2 separate regions of the Mus musculus genome follow, and region 2 is linked to region 1. Evidence: chromatin contacts called from public HiChIP or PLAC-seq data. All regions are on one chromosome and are shown on one strand. The core of a region is the stretch at or near the end of the contact, and the rest is flanking DNA. Distances in the headings are between cores, read along the strand shown.

Region 1 (6,104 bases), core at 2,701-5,200:
TGTTTTGCTTGCATTTCTGTCTGTCTGTGCACCACAGGCATGCACTGCCCACAGAGGCCAAAGAGTGTGTCGCCTCTGGGACTGGAGTTAACAATGGTTGTGAGCAGCCATTTGGATGCTGGGAATCAAACGTGGGTCCTTTAGAAGAGCAGCCAGTGTTCATAACCGCAGAGACACCTCACTTCAGATTTAATCAAAACATTTTCCAAAAGTACAAAGTATTACTAACTTCTCAGTTATTGCACACGATTCTCATAAACTTATGTGTTAAATCTTAACTCTTATAGAAGAGTGTTAGAATAGTCGGGCTGGAGAGATTGCTCAGTGGTTGAGAGTTTATCTGCTTTTCCAGAGGGCTCTAGTTCCAGGATCCAGCTGGGTAGCTTACAACAACACCCTTTTAACTCAGTTCCAGGTGAGCCAGTGCCCTCTTCTGGAAACCATGGATGCCTGCATTCACGTGTATATACCCTCTCCATCCCTCCCATATATACAGAATTAAAAAGAAAACCTTTAGCTGGGTAGTGGTAGCACATACCTTGAATCCCAGCACTCAGGTAGCAGAGGCAGAAGCAGAGGAGGGCAGATCTCCGAGTTTTAGGCCAGCCTGGTCCACAGAGAGAATTCCAGGACAGCCAGGGCTACATAGAGAAACCCTGTCTCAAAACAAACAAGCAAGAAGAAAAGAAATGAGAGAGAGAGAGAGAGAGGGAGAGAGAGAGAGAGAGAGAGAGAGAGAGAGAGAGAGTTAGTTTGGGTCTTGGAAGTATCCATGTAAATGTTTGATGTAAGCTTTGTGCTTTAGTTTTGTTTACTTATTTTGAGACAGTGTTTCTCTGTGTACCTCTGGCTGACCCAGAACTTGTTATATAGTCCAGACTGGCCTCCTAGAGATCTGTCTGCCTCTGCCTTGTGAGTGCTAGAATTAAAGGCAGGTAGCATCATGCTGGGCAGCCCAGACAAACCTTGTCATCTGACTCTATGGAGACGCTACATGAGCTGGGTTCACTATGAAATCTATACTGATTTCCTTTATTTCTCAATATCTCATTTAAACTGATTTAGGTCAGTAATTCAGTATATGATAGATATTTTTATAGAAGACAAATTTATTTGATTTTTAAAAAAGATTTATTTATTATTTTATCTAAGTACACTGTAGCTGTCTTCGGATGCACCAGAAGAGGGCGTCAGATCTCATTATCGACGGTTGTGAGCCACCATGTGGTTGCTGGGATTTGAACTCAGGACCTATGGAAGAGCAGTCAATGCTCTTAACCACTAAGCCATCTCTCCAGCCCTAGAAGACAAATTAATAATGCTGATATCACAAGGCACTATTCTAACATGAAACATTACATATTGATACTTGCCAAGGCACAGTTGTACACTTGGGCTATCCTGTCTTTCCTTCTTTTCTCTTTTTCTTTCCTTTTAACAAAGAGGGTCTTTCTGTATAGCCCTAGTTGTCCTGGAACTTTCTTTATAGACCACACTATCCTCAAACCAGAGATACTCTTGCCTCAGCTTCCCAAGTGCTGGGATTAAAAACATGCAGTCTATGCCTGGCATGATACAGCATTGTTAATTAAAGTTCATATTTTTAATATTTCCGTAGTTTATCTGCACCAGAGTCACACTCAGGCTTTCGTGTCACATTTAGTTGTGCTGTCCCCTCAGGTTCTTCTGAGCTGTTGACAGTTTCTCAGACTTTTCTTGTTCTCTTTCTTCTCTTGTTTTCTTTCCTTTTGGTTGTTGTTGACTTTGACAGTTAAGGACTGCTTTGAAGATCCGGACTCAGCCTTAAATGATCAAGTATTTTGTGGAAAGACTCTCTTGGACTTTGCTTGATGGTTTTTCTCATTATTGCATAGAATTATAGATTTTTGTGAGGATGGCAGCAGAAAAGTGACGTTCCCAATACATCATATCACTGATACATACTAACATCATACTTTACCACTGTTTTGTTTTGGTTTTTTTCGAGACAGAGTTTCTCTGTGTAGCTCTGGCTGTCCTGGAACTCACTTTGTAGACCAGGCTGGCCTCGAGCTCAGAAATCCGCCTGCCTCTGCCTCCCAAGTGCTGGGATTAAAGGCGTGCACCACCACGCCCGGCTACTTTTCCACTTTTAATGTTAAATGCATTAAATGTTTGTCAGGTTACTCCATATAAGGTTATCCCTTGCCCCCAATACTGTACTGTTTGTACTCTGCACTTAAAGAGGAGAGATTTATGCTCCACCCACTTGAGGGTAGAATTGCTACACAAATGGTTGTACGGCTCTGCTTTTTATTTGTCTCTTCAGGTATCTGGAGAGACTGGAATAAGCAGCAAACAGCATGGTAACAGTTTGCTGTTCTGTATAGAGAACATTGTAACAGAAACCCCCAAGTTTCTCTCTGTCTTTTAAATAACCAATTAACTATTCATCCTTCTCATCCCTGTGAAAGTGTACAGTTCCTCTTCTGCTACTTTTGACGTTGCTATTTTTGCTTTTAGAAACTAACAAACAACAAATTTCCCCTTTTCAGTACTAAAATTAAACCTTAGTGTTTATTAAACCTTAGAATGTCTCCGAGCTCCATATTGTCCTGCAGAACTCATGTCAGTGGAGATGCTGCTATGGTTCTGTGATCTCAGAGACAATGTGAGCCACTCGTGTTATATATGCATATGTACACAAACATGGAATATAGAGTTCACAGACTGCCTATATACCAAGGCACTAGTTAATGTGAGCTCGGGTTCATGTTTTCAGTGTGCTTGCTTAGCTCAGAAGTATGATTTTCTTCAGATACAGATAGATGGCTGATGTACAGTTCTCAACCTTTCCTCTCAAATGTGTGTGTGTGTGTGTGTGCGCGCGCACGTGCACACATCTGTCGGTCTTTTTGAAGACAGGGTCTCTCTATTATAAAGCCCTGGCTGTCCTGGAACTCAATGTGCAGATCAGGAAGGCTTCAAGCTCATGGGGATCTCCTTGCCTCTTGCCTTCCCAGTGATGGGATCAAAGGTGTTGCACCCCCATACCTGGCTTCAAATATATTTGTGTAACTAACAAGATGATGAAAGTGGGACCATTCCTTCCACCCTGTTGGCATCGTTAGAAATGCCCCTCTGAGCCCCATCTCTTAGGACTTCAGCGTGATGAACCGCTGAGCTTTGAAAAACTGTTCTGCCTTCAGTTCCTCTCCCCCCTCCCTCCTGTCAAATGCTTTCCTCTCTAAAGTGTAGATGATGGGAAAGGATGTTGATTGGCACGCCTCTGTGAACCAACACCTTCCCTTGACTTAGTCCCTCTACCCCACATAGCTTCACTCTGTATTCTTCTGACACACCATACGTGGGTTTTTGTAAAGTGTCCTATTTAGAGGAAAGAAGATTCGTAGGAAATGAACACACATATGTACTGCTGTCTTTTTTTTTCTTTCTCTCTCTTTTTCTTTTTTCAGCGCTGGCAAACCAACCAGTTCTCAGAAAGGACAGCAAAATGAGAGAATTGTTCCCTCAAGTTAAAAAGTTGGAGAGCCGTAAATGCCAACGCACTTTTGAACTATCTATAAATCTGAACCAAAGACTTTTTAAAGTTTGTTTTCTGAGAAATGGCTCATACTGTAATGTGGGGCTGGCCTGCAACTGATGGCAATCCTCCTGCCTCAGCCTCTCAAGTGCTGGGATCATAGTGGCGGGCCACTCCAACTGGAGTGAAAAACCAAAGGGCGACGGGGGTTGGGGGGAGACCGCCATAAATAACTCAATGAAGTGAGTTCTCACTGACAGTTCTCAAGACCGTCATCCCTGAGTCTAGATAAAAAGTTCCAGGTCCTTCCGTGTCAGGCAAATCTGGAAGTTGGGCTTACGCACACCGCTCGGCTCTCCTTGCGACAGCGCCCTCATCCCCGGTGTTTCTCAAGTAGACGTCCCGAGACGGTCGCTGAGGCACTGTTTCCACGCGATCAGGGTTCCTCAGGCTTGACATTCAAAAGTGGGTGCGGAACCCGCGGCACTCGGAGCGTGCTTTAAAGCGGCCGCCAGCCAGCGCCGCTCTAACCTCGCGCCCCGGCTGCCGGCGGCTCCCGCCCTGCATCTGCGCCGACGCGACCGAGCGATCCCGGGGCCTCCCTGCGCCCGGAATCTCCCGCCAGCCGCGCGGGTCCCCACGGCAGCAGCACGTGGAGCGGCCGCGGAGCCTGAGCGACAGCTGCAGCCCGCGCGGCCCGCGGCGACATGGAAGGTGAGCTCGGCGCCGCTGCGCTGGGGGCTTTGAGCAGCCGGAGCGGCGCGCGCTCAGAGGCTCGGCTGGCTTCCTTCTGAATCTCGGTTTTGCTTCTATTTATTTCTTTTAATTTAAATGCGTGTCCGTTCTCAGACACCCCCTCCCCCAACTTGGGAAAGTGCTAAGTTCTCTTCAGTTTTATTTCTTGGGGGTTGTGAGACGGGGGCATATGTATGGGTCACCTTAAATCTGCAAAGGACAAACAGTCTTGGGTGTCCCTAAGTTTGGCACCAAACCTGGGACGGAATAATCTCCCCCTCCCCCGGGTTGGGGGTGGGGGGGACGCTCCGCGGTCTCAGTCTCCATAGGAATTAGTTTAATCTTAGTTACTTGAGTCTACTTTTCTGTAATGTGACTTTTCTGTGAATACTGTCTTAGTGGCTAAGGGCATATTTGAAAATGATTAGCAATTGTAGTTAGTTAGCTTGGAAATCAAATGAACTTAAAAAAAAAAACAAAAAACAAAACCAAAGGGGGGAAAAAACCCGAAACAAAAATAAGGCTCACGTTAAGGGTTTCATTTGAATTCATTTCGGAAGTTATAGCTTTGCTTCTCAGAAGCCTCGCAGTATGAACTTCCTTAAGATAAGTGCAATTTCACATTTTCAACAAGTGTTTCTAAAACTCTGAAGATGGAAGATGTGGCTCAACTTTGGGGGAGGAGAGGTGGCCCTGAGAAAATCAGAAGTTGAGCGCTGCATTCGTTTAAAGGAGAGAGATACTGACGCTTACCTAATTGAAGTGTTGGTCTGTAAATATTATGAATATCACAGTTACTTTCTTCATGATGGTTGAAGAATCTCTTTTAACACATGAACCTTGATCTTTTGGCATCTTTATTTAGTTCTAGTGTATGTGAAGCTATGAAATATGATTAACAAGTTTGGAACACAGTTAAATATGATAAAGCTTTGTTTCACAATGCAATTGAGTGGAACACAGCCCTTAATTCTCAGCTTGTGCATGGTATGCTGGTAAATGTGGCTTCTTCTTCTTCTTCTTTTTCTTCTTCTTTTTCTTCTTCTTCTTCTTCTTCTTCTTCTTCTTCTTCTTCTTCTTCTTCTTCTTCTTCTTCTTCTCCTTCTCCTTCTCCTCCTCCTCCTCCTCCTCCTCCTCCTCCTCCTCCTCTTCCTCCTCCTCCTCCTTCTCCTTCTTTTCTTCTTCTTCCTGCTTTGACTAATGTAAACATATTTTTTTCTCTCAGTAAAATGGCAAGTGGTAATGCAAAGCTTTTAAATGTCCGCTGTTGAATGATGCTTCAAACATTTTCTCGTGAAAAAAAAAAAAAAAACCTGTATACTTCTAATGTTTTAGTGTCAAAGTTTAAAAAATAACTTCAAATTGTTTTGACACTTAAATAATGATCTATGAAATGTAATATTTTACATGTAAAAGTTTCCTCATCCAAGAACAGAGGGGTGGGGGGGTTGGCATGGTGTATACTATAGGAAACTTTATTTTAAAACGAGCTCCCATGCTTTAATTATTACAAATAATCTCTTTTCCTGAAGTTGCTGGCCAGTTCTCCAATACCATGTCCTAGTTTTAACCGTGTCGTTTATTAGGAATAATGTAAACCCACAACTGGAGTATTTTTGTGCAAATGCTATTAGCTGATTAGTTATTCAAGATGCAATACAGACACTAAGCTAAATAGCTTACTTTAGGACATGGGTCTACTTACCAGGCTCTTCAGTAGGACCCATAAAGACTTCCTGAAGGAAAAGACAATGAAAACTTGTATAGTTCAGCATTTGTAGACTATACGTGAGACAAGAATGTATAGAATATAGGTTAATTATTTAAAGAAGTTATGAGTGTGGAT
Region 2 (6,104 bases), core at 2,415-4,914, 250 kb after region 1:
GTCACTCTCAGCTACTTCTTAAGAGACCTTGTTTCAAAAAAACTCACAGACTTTGTTGAATGTCTTCTGCTGAAGGCAAGGATAGACCTCGGGTCCTTTACTGAATCCCTCCTGCACGTTCTTTGTTTGTTTATATTTTTATTTTAGTGAAGTATGGTGTGTGTGTGTGTGTGTGTGTGTGTGTGTGTGTGTGTGTGTGTGTGTGTGTGTGAATGAGTGCATACTCGCCCCATGCTTGTCTCAAGAACGTCCTAGGACAACCGGAGCGGTCAGTTCTCCTTCCACCTGTGCATGGTTGCCGTAGGTTGAACTCAAGACTTCAGGTGGGTGTGGCATACTCTTCCCGATCTCATGGGTCCCTTGAATCCTACATGTTTCTATTTCTATTTGATAGGAAAAAAGATCTTCCTCCCCTGTCCTCTGTCTAATTTCCCTCCTGGAGCTGCGATGAGCTTTTGCAAAGGCACTTTGGCATGGCTTTCCTGTACTCAGAATTTTCAGAATTTGGCCAGAACCCTTCCTTCCTATCTCTTGCAGACGACCAGGCGTTGTAGCCTGTGCCTCAGCCCACCCATCCATCTTCCTGGCTGCTGCCCTCACTGACTGCTCCTCTCCAGTCCATTGATCCTTCTCCACATCTGTGCTGCTCCACAACTGGACCCTGATGGTCTTAGTATCTGGGCTGGGGACTTCTTCACCCTCAAAGGTGGGTAGCTCAGATGCCACCCTTCTGCTCTGAGGCCTCCTCTGACCTTACCTCAGCACCTCACCGTGACCTCTGACCTCCTCTCAGCACCTCACCATGACCTCTGACCTCCTCTCAGCACCTCACCATGACCTCTGACCTCCTCTCAGCACCTCACCGTGACCTTGGGCCACAGCACTTTCTCCCTTCTAGCCTCTGAATAGTCTACTAAGTCTGTCTCCCTAGCTAGAACAAAAGTCCTTACAGGCAAGGATCTCTGAAGTGTCCCAGCCCCCAAACAGTGTCAGACACACAGGAGCGCCTCAGAGGATAGCCACATAAATATGTCAGGCTCAACGGGGAACACTTCTTCCTACTCCCCCCCCCCCCCCCCACACACACACACACTCAAGTTCTTCACAAAACTTAAGGCGAGAGACTAGGAGCCTTTTCTTCCCTAGGACTGAGAAAGACAGCAGCGAAAACCTTCCTGTACTTCCAGAACAGTCGGCAACAGAACAGCCGGCAACAGAACAGTCGGCAACAGGTTCTCAGGGCTCTGGACGCCCTGCCCTTCCAACCGCCCTTCTTTGCTCTTCTCTAGGTCAAGGGCGTTTGTTGAGTCAAAACATCCATAGCTCTCTCAGGAGCACTAAGGGGCAGGGGTGGGGAGGCAGAAACTAATCAGTCTGGTCCATCTTCCCTTGTGTTGGTCCATCTTCCCTTGTGTGGGGGTGGGGTGGGGGGGAAGGAGAGGTTGGGGCCCCAGCAGTCCTGACTCTACCCTATAAAAGGTGAGCAGTTGCCAGGCAGTGGTGGCACACGCCTTTAATCCCAGCACTGGGAGGTAGAGGCAGGCGGATATCGAGGCCAGCCTGGTCTACAGAGTGAGTTCCAGGACAGCCAGGGCTACATAGAGAAAACATATCTAAAAAAAAAAAAAAAAAAAAAAAAAGCCAAGCAATCCAGAGGGGTTGGTTGACTGACATCTCTGGACCTCCAGCATTCCCATCTGTTAAGTGGGGACGTGCCTACAGGCACTGGTCTGGACCAGAGCGGCCACTTCCCTGCCTCTGTCTCACTTGCTTGAACCTAACCCCTTATACACCTATCACATTTTTTTCCCCCTGAGACACGGTCTTGGGTAACCCAGGTTGCCCTCTAACTTGCTATGTAACCGAGGTTGGCCTTCAATTTCTGATCGTTCTATCTCGATCTCTAAAGTACTGAGATTGCAAGAGAGTGTCCCCTCCCCCAACAGAGTTTTCTTCCCTTGAAACTCTGGTGGAAAGTCCTCCAGGGTTCACCATCCCTTCCCAGGGTGCAAGAAGTAGGCTGCCTAAGAGCTCAGGCCTTGGGCTCTGCAGCCTGGCTTTGAAACTTGAGCCGAGTCGCTTAACTTCACTGAGCCTCAGGTGACTCATCTGAGCAATGGGACAACAGGATCTGTGTCCTGTGGTTACTGCAATGTGTACAGCAAGGCAGTTAAGCTGAGCTGTTGGCACTTGGGGGACAGGGATGATTCTTAGACCCCAGGACAAAGTCAAAATTCCTAAGCAGGGCCTGTGGAGCGGAGCTGTCTGTGGGAGTCAAACAGTAGGAAGATCTACCCACTGTTACAGCAAAGCTGTGGGCATAATGAGTACGGGCCAGCTCATCTGCCCAAAGTTTTCTGCTGTCTACAGCAAGTCTGGTCCTTACAGGCCCTCTAGCCAGGGTTTCTGTGTGTGCCTTTGTATGTGGAATTCTTACTGCCTAGAATGTCCTTTTGCACCTTACCCACCTGGAAGCTCTCACTCATCAGTTCAGACCTAATTCAAGAGGGGGTTGTGGTACTTGGAAAATGAGGCAGGGGGATTGCTGTAAGTTTGAGGCTAGCCTAGGTTATGGAGTGACATCCTGTCTCAAGGTTACTTGAAGGGTGTGTTGCCCATGCTGGCGATCCCAGCACCTGGAAGGCTAAGGCCAGATGGCCAGGGCCTCAAAGTCATCAGATGCATAGCAAGTTTGAGGTCAGCCTAAGCTACATGAAACCCTATTTCAAACAAACAAAATTAAGGTAGGGGAAAGACCTAATCCAAGCCTCCTTGCCCTCTGCCAACTGCTAGCAACAGCAACAGGCCTTAGAGCCAGGCATTCTGAAGTGGAATCCAGCTCTGCCACTTCCTAATTGGGTGACCTTCATCTGGGTCTCAGTTTCTGAATCTGGAGAATGGGTATGTTGAGGAATAATATGTGTAAAGAGTTTGTTCCCACTGGGCACGGCAGCACATGCCTTTTAATCCTAACACTTGGAAGGGAGAGGCAAATGGATCTCTGTGAGTTTAAGGCCAGCCTGGTCTATAGAGTGAGTTCGAGGACAGCCAAGGTTACCCAGAGAAACCCTGTCTTGAAAAAAAATCTGTTTCCAGATTTGACACAGGAAACCACTAGTAAAAGGTAAGGGCCATAATTACTCTGCCTACTAGGCTGTGAGCTTCCCTGGGCCAGCACTGAGCTGACTCTCTTGGCTCTAGCCTGGACAGCCAGGGATGCTCTTTGCCAAGAGAGCCTCAAAGCACTAGGCAGCACCTTGAGCCCTGCTGGGAGCCATCCCATTCCATTCCGATGCCCTCCCCATTTTCCACAGAGGGAAACTGAGGCCCCAGGGCAAGCGTCTTTAGGTTCTAGTAAGCAATGAGTAGCAGAGCCAGGGTCCATCCTGTGCGCAGCTGACTACAATCAACTCTCTGGGCTCAGTTTCTTCATGTGAGAAATGGGTCGATAGTCACTCCATGGAGTAACATATTGACTGTTGGGAACAGCAAGACTGGGGGAGTGAGTGGGATAATGTTCTATTTAGGATAAAAACTTTCCTGGGGTTACAACTGAGGAACTGACCAGGGTCCCAATTTACCTCTCTCCCCAGGGTGCTTCTGGAGCCTGGGGCCAATTCAGAAAACCTTCCTTTCCCTGGGCCCTCTGCCAGCCCCTCCAACCCTTCCTCCAACCATCCACTGCAAGACAATGGTGGGCTGGCCCGGCCTTTGTGAGAGGGGTCAGGCCAGTTAATCTTGGGCTGGGTTAGGGAGGGGCATTTGGGGGCCAGGAAAGGAGTGGGGGCTGCCGGTGGGGGACACAGCAGCCGGCTGCTGAGAGTTGAGGGCATTGGAGGCAGGGGGCCGAAGAAGTAAAAGCTTGAAACAGGCTTTGGGGAGCGTTTCCTCCGAATGTAGATTTGAGCTCCTATTAAACTTGCCAAAAATTTGTGTTAGCTAATGGATTCTTAATTCTGTCTAAAATGAGAGAGGGAAAATTATGCCATTCATCTTGTATTGGTTTGAAATTACATCTGACACCTAATCGATCATACTGTGGAACATTAACTCTTTGGAAGAGACCCAACTTTTTCTCTCCCTCGCTTTCCAGGGCTCGGGAGCCTCCCCCACCTCTGATTCCTTCTTTTGTATTTCATTAACTTAGCAAAGCTCTGGCTGTCTCTCGGGTGAGGGGTGGAGGCTGGGGAGGGTTCTTTTAAATCAGGGGAGGTAATCAGCACCCCAATCTTTTGCCCCCAAAGAGCCACCACTTTCAACCTTCAAGTGACCTCCACTCTGGCCCGGCTTTTCCCATGCACTTTGAGTCGACATGGCGATGCAGAATTAAAGGCGCTAAAGGCACGCGCGGGGGTGGGTGGGTGGTGACCTCAGAACCACCTTGGGTGCACGGGGGAGAGGTGGGGAGCCAGGCAAAGATAAGCTTGCACCTGGGGCTGGGGCAGGGGCCGTGGCAGGGGGCTCACCCGCGACTGGCCTGGCAGATGGGTGAGGAGGAGAGGGCAGATGACAATGGATTTGCCCGAGGATCCCCAGGAGCTCGAACTGAAAACCCCAACCCCAGACCTTCTTTTCCAGGAGGAGGACTTTCTGGCAGCAAGGAGAAGCCACTGGAGGCCGCCAGGCCTGGGCTAGGCTCCTGGCTGTACTTCTGACAAGCTGTGTGACCTTGGGCAGATTACATAAGGCTCAGAGTCTCGGTTTCCTTCTCTGTCAGGGCAGAGTGGAGACTGTAACACCTCGGCCCAGGGCTGGGGCGGGCCTGGATGGCACAATCCAGTTTAAACTGGGGTAGAGCCCATCACCTGGTGCATAGTAGGTATTCAGGAAAGGTGACAGAGGGCCAGATCACTGGCCCCGCCCCCTGCTTCTTCTGCTTCCTGCTCTTCCTTATTCCAGGCTGTCTGATCCGCACTCTCAGCTCCTTCACTTAGCTCCTCCATCTTTCTCTGCCACTGCCAAGGGCAGATCAAGGTCAGGAGCCCCAAGGTCAAACAGGCCAGGAGGGCTAAGTGGTACCTGAAGGAGGCTGGGGCCCAGGGGCTCCTTTCCCTGCTCCCTCAGGGTTCTCTCCTGCCTGAGGAGCTCCCTCAGAACCTGCCACCATGCTGAGGAGGGATGGGAGGGGGGTGTCCCAGGGAAAAGGAAGGTGAGTCCAGCAGGAAGGAAGGAAGGAACTCTCCATTTGGATCAAAGCCTCTTGCTTTTACTTAAACGCTTCTGATTCTGTCTGTGGATTCCTGGTTTCTGTTCCCAGTCTAAGAGGGGTGGATTGGATCCCTCCGGTGTTTCCATAGACCTGCAATGGCCCAGATTCCACCCCAGCAAGGGGGAGAGAGAGAAGGGGAGAGAGAGAGGAGAGAGAGAGAAGGTGAGGGAGGGGGCAAGAATTTCAAGGATTTCTTCCTTAACTTAGCTTTGGACACCAGGGACGTGTGGGGACACTCCAGCTCCCCAGAAAGCTGGGTCAATGAAGGACCATAGCAGGCAGCTGGCCTTTGCACTAAACAGCAAGGAGTGCCTGATGCCCCTTTTGCAAAACTTCAGGTAACCTCTGGACCCTCTCAGAGTAAACATTACTCTCAAAAAGCAGGAATTAATCACATGAACGCATGTGCAGATGAAGGGCCAGGCTGGTTTAAGCAACTGGTTGTTAACCTCTGGATAGCTGTCCCAGGGGCAGAAATGAATGGCTTAGAATGCCCCCAATGAAGGCTTGAATGCCCCCACTGAAGGAGCCACAGTGCAGGAACTCCTGGTGGCAAATCTTCTCTGGCACCCTCATTTTGAAAAGTTGGCAGCCAAGACTCAGCAAGGGGCTAAAACAGGCCAGGGCCACCCAGAGAGGTAAAAAGGAGAGTACCTGGGCCTCCAACCCTCAGCCCAGGGCTCTTCTCCACCTGGATCAGGAATCTACAGGAACATTTTTCTAGATGACATTCAAGTCTCAGGAGCTCAGAGCATATGAGGACTAGATTTGGGGAAGCAGTGTGAGAGCTTCCAAGAGGCTCCCCTGAGGAGAGTGAAGGGCAGAGGGCACAGGGAGCCTAGCTCCCTCCCCCCCTCCCCCGCCCCCAACACTGACACAAACACACTAAGGCAGG

What was found. HiChIP or PLAC-seq counts read pairs in DNA pulled down with a chosen protein or histone mark.
Region 2: a contact with region 1 is called in an H3K27ac HiChIP or PLAC-seq map of embryonic stem cells, with 4 times the contacts expected there. The contact joins the enhancer-like site here to the promoter of Ikzf3 in region 1. A contact is called at or near these places in 9 of 39 promoter capture datasets (the C10 cell line, the HPC-7 cell line, HPC-7-derived erythroid cells and 6 more), 1 of 484 Hi-C or Micro-C datasets (colorectal tumor organoids), 8 of 115 datasets of contacts at active chromatin or transcription factors (the 230-238 cell line, embryonic stem cells, large pre-B cells and 2 more) and 3 of 9 other capture datasets (adipose tissue, liver and pancreatic islet).

What each region holds. Positions count from the first base shown.
Region 1 is chr11:98,543,877-98,549,980 of GRCm38.p6, reverse strand. Ikzf3 (IKAROS family zinc finger 3) reads left to right here and starts at 3,950. Exons shown (of 8, transcript NM_011771.1): 1 at 3,950-4,237. The coding sequence starts at 4,231.
Region 2 is chr11:98,296,606-98,302,709 of GRCm38.p6, reverse strand. Gm31317 (a long non-coding RNA gene) reads left to right here. Exons shown (of 3, transcript XR_389006.2): 2 at 538-706; 3 at 3,594-3,842. It overlaps Gm31194 (a long non-coding RNA gene), which reads right to left. Exons shown (of 2, transcript XR_389003.3): 2 at 6,095-6,104. Among named protein-coding and RNA genes, the nearest start is that of Gm31194, 5.1 kb to the right of the region's middle. Within about 2 kb of position 3,664, at least 18 of the 459 cell types and tissues checked have an H3K27ac peak or open chromatin away from gene starts, as enhancers often do. A contact at or near this core is called in embryonic stem cells and liver, where this site is marked.